Regions from separate parts of the Rattus norvegicus genome. Here region 1 is linked to region 2. Evidence: chromatin contacts called from public Hi-C data. All regions are on one chromosome and are shown on one strand. The core of a region is the stretch at or near the end of the contact, and the rest is flanking DNA. Distances in the headings are between cores, read along the strand shown. Region 1 has its middle 270 kb from the start of Irs2. Region 2 has its middle 160 kb from the start of Irs2.

Region 1 (2,922 bases), core at 194-2,693, 100 kb before region 2:
TTGACAGCTCAGAGGAGGACATGAAACCTGCTGGCAAAGATGATCAATTTTACGTTTTTATCTCAGGGCCATATATAAGACTGTTAAAAGATTCAAAACAGAGAAATTATCATTAGACGTGGGCGTTAAAAGGAAAACCTCACTGGCCACCTGGAAAGGAGAGAGGGAGAGCTGGCGGGAGAGAGAAGACAACGTTTGCTAGGGACCCTATGGCCCGTGGGAGAGAGACAGGCAGAATCAGGACAAGCTATAAGGTCCTTACTGAAATCCTGCATTGGATGGAAAACCCATTTGTGAATGCAGGGCAGAAAGGAAGGTGTGAGCATGCAATCTGGATTCAGCCCCAAGAGGGGAAGGTGTCTCCATCAAATGCCTTATGGGATTCCCAAGGGAGGCTGGGATGTGCTGTGCAGTAGACCAAGCCAGCTACAGGCAGTGGTGACAAGTTGAGGAGTGACTTAGGTATGACAGTTGCTTGCTAGGGAGCAGGTGTAATGTGAAAATCTCAGAAGACACACCCAGAGAACTCAGAGCACCAGCCACAGGGAAAGTGGAGCTTTAGAAAGAATTTGCGAAGAACTCCCATGAAGGTATAGCACAGCTCTGCAGTGTCTATGGAAGCTACCTTCTCTCTACCTTTTCCTTGGCCAATCTTTTTGTCAACCAATGAAAAGAAATTTTTTTTTATTTTTGTAAAATTTACACAGTACATTGCTGATGATAAAACTTGAAAACAGAGAGCCTCATGCATAACAAAAATAATTTTCCTAGAATCCCAACTTGCCAAAATACCCACTCACCAACCTTTTCAGATATAAGCCTCTTTTTAACCCTAGAGCCATCTGGGAAAGGGCAGCCTGAGAAATGATTTCTTTGTACTTGGAGATCGGTTGACGTCTCTATTCTTATGTGGAGAGGTAGGCTTTTATTTATTTTTTTTTGAGGGGAAAAATTCATTTATTAGTTTGATATTGAAGACAGAGAAATGATCTACATCTCTACAGGGCCTAGCAAATCGCTTCCTCTCGGAAGTAAATTATTTCATGATAGTTGGGTTTCCATTGAATCAAAATGAACTCTCTGTAAATTACCCAACACCATATAATGTCACTTGAAATTCCTCTAGGCCCAAGCTCAAAGTCAGCAGCTCCTCAGCTCTGGTAACAGTGATGTTTGTCCGTTCCTAACCCATATTTGGAGGGACAATTTCTGAGCAACAGCTGTGTCTTACAGTTTGTGCCAAGAGCCTGTGGTGTGCAGACTGACACTGTGCTTGTTATCTGATTGCCATGTCCCTCCCATTTCTAGAGAGCTATCTAGATTTCATTTTCAACAGCCATCTTAGATTATGTATCAGGCATAGCACTAAATGATAAGGTTGACAAAACACACTCTAAAATAGACCTTTGGCCATTCTTGGCAGCCATGTGAAGCTTGTGTTCAGCCAGCACCAGGGGACAAAGTCTCTGTCCTTTGCTCAACTTGACCCTGTGAGGACCAAGGCAGAATGGTGACTGAGGACAGGGACCACTTTTTTCATACGCTGTCATGTCACCTCGTTTGTCTGGGATGTACTCCGGGTGGGTGTAAAGACTGCTAGGAGAGAGGAGAATGCTTTCCCTGAATAACCAGATGCACATTCTTTGCAGAACGCCGGTGCCCTCCTGACTCTGCTGTCCTGCCCACTGAGAGCTTGTTTAAACAGGGCAGCATCCAGCATCTTTCACGAGACCTATGCATGTTTTTTAAAAATATTGCCTGGGAATATCAGTGGATGAAACAGGAAACGGCCTCCCTCTGCTTAGGTTCTGGCTCTGAGGAAGTTCAGTGTTAGAATTTTGCACTGTTTTATACAAAGTATCTTTAGATCTCTGGTTAACCGCCATGAACACAGCACAGACTATGCATCTCAAATTTATGTTAACCTTAGACAAGAGCAGTTAGTTCCCCTGTTCTATCAACAGTGAACCTTGATACTGATGGAAGCAAGCACTGGGATAGACGGAAATTTGTTCTCTCTGTGTGTTGATGAACATGTGTTCGATGGCAGGCCCATGTTGCCTTGTGCTTTGTAATCAGTCACCAAGAAGGGGACCAACTTACTTTTCCCTGTGCTCTTTGCAAACCAAGGTCTACACAAATTAAACGCACACACATGTGTTAGTCCCTTCAAGCTGATGTACGCAGAAAGAGCCAATAGACTCAAGGGGCCTCCAAGGAGCACTTCCTCTGGAGGGAAGAGCAGAGCCCGACCCTGTGCACAGGGAGGCTGTGAAGGGCCTCTGCTATAAAATGAGGAGACATGTTGTTCTAAAGTTCTCCTGTTCGCCAAGTCTATGACTTGGAAATACACACCCTCCCCACAACGTTCATTCCCACACACTGTTTTAAATGCAAAATCCGAGGCCACTGGGCTGTTGACAGCATCACCGATTGGATTCTGAGCTTTGAGATTCTGCCTTTGAAACCTGACATTTGAAACAGACTGTGGGAAGGGAATTTCTTTGACTCGCTGAGAAACAAATCCAGTTACAGAACTGTTTACTTCCTATAATTGCCTTTAAAACCTAAGTGGAAGGCAGTTATACTGAGCTCATGGGTGATGTGTAGAGAACTGCAAGACACACACACACACACACCACACGAATGCACCATGAACCAACACAAGAGCACAGACACACATTCATCCACATGCACACAGAGAAGAACACACATACATGCACACATGCACACATGCACACACACACACACACACCACACGAATGCACCATGCACCAACACAAGAACACAGACACACATTCATCCACCTGCACACAGAGAAGAACACACATACATGCACACACACACACACACACACACACACACACACACACACACACACACAGAGGCTGTGGACCCAGCTCACCCTGCTAATTACCCTGC
Region 2 (2,955 bases), core at 168-2,667:
CATCTGTTGTCCCTTCTCTGGGAGCAAAATCCCTGCTTGTCTGTATACTCTGTGGCCGTGAATGGATCCGCTCCCACCTGCCTCCTCCCTTTGTTCTTTCCCTTGATCCTCTAGGGTAAAGAGAACCAGTTGGCAGCTTGGCAAGGTGACTCTTTTATAAGGGCATGTCCTGAGGTAGCACACGGCCTCTTCCTGGCCAGGGTAACTGCTGGTACAGGATAGAACGCCTTGGTGCTTGGCCTCCAGAGCCACCATTCATTACACAGTCTTTATCTTTGTGCATATCCTGGAACAATACTCTTAAATAAATACTCTCAGGGGCATTTTTTTTCTCTGTGGGTATTGACTTTTGTGTTTCCATGACCTCAATGGGACCCAGAAATGGAGGAGTCAGGAGGTTTAGCAAATAAGCATTTGCCGCTGTCTACGCACACAGGGACAACTGTGAGGGATGGTGTTTTGTTTTCCAAGGGAGGCACGTCATTGATATGACACAGTCCGTGTATGTGAGCACATGGCGGCTTGGAAGTTTCCATTTGACCCCGAATGCCAGATAAGCCTATGTCCAGTGAGCAGGGGCAAGCTGTTCTTGAGAGCAGGAGGCCTTGTCACTGCCCAGCCTCTACCCCTGAGCCTTGGCCACACCCTTGAACTCTCCAGGCTGTCAAGTGCACTATACAATCAGGGAAGACTCCGGGGCTTCCCATCTGATATTCCAAATGGTTTTAATGTGTTTAATGAGATTCTGTAACATGAATATAAAAGTCCCCAATGGAGGAGTTAGAGAAAGAATTGAAGGAGCTGAGGAGCTTGCAACCCCATAAGAACAACAATATCAACCAACCAGAGCTCCCAGGGACTAAATCACTACCCAAAGACTACACATGACAGATCCATGACTTCAGCTGCATATACAGCAGAGGATGGCCTTGTTGGGATGGCCAGTGGGAGGAGAAGCCCTTGGTCCTGCCAAGACTGGACTCCCCAGTGTAGGGGAGTGTCAAGGCAGGGAGGCGGGAAGAAGTGGGTGGATGGTTGGAGGAACACCCTCATAGAAGAATGGGGAGAAGGGATAGGATAAGGGGATAACATCTGAAATGTAAATTTAAAAATATCCAATAAAAAAGGAATAAATTTAAAAGAAAAGAAAGTCTGGGGAAAAAAGAAAAGTATAGAAAACATCACCACGTAGCCTAGTTTTAAAATCCCGTTTTGTTTACCATGGGTCACCATTTACCACTACCATCCCGGTGGCGCTGGCATATTTGTTTACACCCGGGGATATGGAAGCTTAGCTAGGGCGGCTATGGAGTCCACACATAAGAGTGTGGCAGTCATGGATGGGAATCTACTAGAGAGCCACCCACACCCCCTCAGGGAACACCCAACTGCCAATCTTAAGCGTGTCTCCCTCTGCTCATCCTCGTTAGCCAGAAGCACAAAGGTCCACTCATCACAAGCCAGGTTCCCATGACAGCCTGCCAAGAGGAACCACGAAAGAGGAAGAGGAAATCCAAGCTCCCCGGGCCATTGTGTTTATTTGTTCTGAAACTAGAGTGGCTCCATTCATACCTTAGGACAGCAAGTGTGTTCTTGTATGACATCCAGAGGATGATGGGACATTTTTTTCCAGGGGCCTGGGGGAGAGGGAACCTATTTCTTTGTTTCTTTTATTAAAAAACATCCAAATCCTGCCTCTCCCTTGCAACTTTCCAGTCTGGCCAATGATAGAGGAACTCCTACATAGCCAGACATGTCTGGCCTCCTCGAAACCTGAAGGAACCCAGGGCATATGCCCAAGTGCCCTATCCCGTCCCTTCTCACAAAAGGCACACAGCTCACAGGGCTGAGCGCCCTTTCAAACACGAACGCTGGGACTACGGGAGAGATGCTGCGACAGCTCAACCACCTGGTAAAACAGGACTTTTCCTAATCCCTCTTTGTCCCAAAGGGTCTCAGGAATCACCTTTTAAAATCTCACCACCTACGCTAAGCAGAGTGTGAGACAGAGTGATGCTGCTATACATCTGTAGACCCAGAACCCGGGAGGCCAACCTAGAAGGATCCAGAGGGTGATGCCAGCAAGAGCCTGACTTCAGTGCTGTCTAAAAATGGTTAGAAGAATCTCTGAGTGGAGAAGATAACACACATGAGGCCTAGAATTTCAGTCTTTAGCTCTGGAGGTTGATGGGGGCACAGCACTCCTTTCTAATGTCCAGATTGAATAAAACCCTCAAACATTCAGAGTGGGTTTGATTTTCCAAAGGAACACACTGCGTGGATCTTTGTGGGCAGGTATGTGCACATGTGTGTGCCAGCCTCAGGTACCGCTCCTCAGGTTCTTACCTTAGCTCTCTTGGGGCACCTGAAGCTCACTGATTAGCGTTGTTAGCCAGTGAGCTTAAGGGACCTGCCTGTCTCTGCTTCCCCAGTGCTGGGATCTCGAGACTGTGCCACCACACCTGGCTTTTTTATATGGGTCCCGGAGATTGAAGACGGGTCTCTATGCTTGCATAATTTTACCGACAGCTGTCTTCCCAGCTGCAAGTATTTTGACCCCAGTTTAGTGCGTGTGGTCAGTTCTTAGGCTGCACAGCACTGCTTTCTAGCTCTAAATGGATGCGTAATAACTATGAGGAGGAGTGAGTGGAGCTAGATTGGGTGACAGTAACGTTCTCGGAGGAGATGTAGGAGCTTCCCGAGCTCTCTCCTCTGTAATTACCGTGCCTTTCATTGACTGACACTGCTGACGTCCTGTAAAACAGCTAGCATGGCAATAGCACCTGTGACAAACCCCCACGACCAAGTTCACAGGAGAAACAGGCAAAATGCATACCCAAGAAGAGCGATTTCCTATAAAGCCTGGCCACTGGGTGCAGGCATCACCTGGGCTGGGTTAGGGGATGTCTGGTAGGTAAGACATCCCTTCTGAATGGACCTGTGAGAAGTTTCCAG

Evidence for each region. A called contact is a pair of places that touch in the nucleus more often than the background predicts.
Region 1: a contact with region 2 is called in a Hi-C map of liver, with 2.1 times the contacts expected there. The contact joins two enhancer-like sites. A contact is called at or near these places in 2 of 12 Hi-C or Micro-C datasets (kidney and liver).

What each region holds. Positions count from the first base shown.
Region 1 is chr16:85,458,067-85,460,988 of GRCr8, reverse strand. No RefSeq gene overlaps it. Among named protein-coding and RNA genes, the nearest start is that of Irs2, 270 kb to the right of the region's middle. Within about 2 kb of position 1,443, at least 2 of the 93 cell types and tissues checked have an H3K27ac peak or open chromatin away from gene starts, as enhancers often do. A contact at or near this core is called in liver, where this site is marked.
Region 2 is chr16:85,353,268-85,356,222 of GRCr8, reverse strand. No RefSeq gene overlaps it. Among named protein-coding and RNA genes, the nearest start is that of Irs2, 160 kb to the right of the region's middle. Within about 2 kb of position 1,417, at least 4 of the 93 cell types and tissues checked have an H3K27ac peak or open chromatin away from gene starts, as enhancers often do. A contact at or near this core is called in liver, where this site is marked.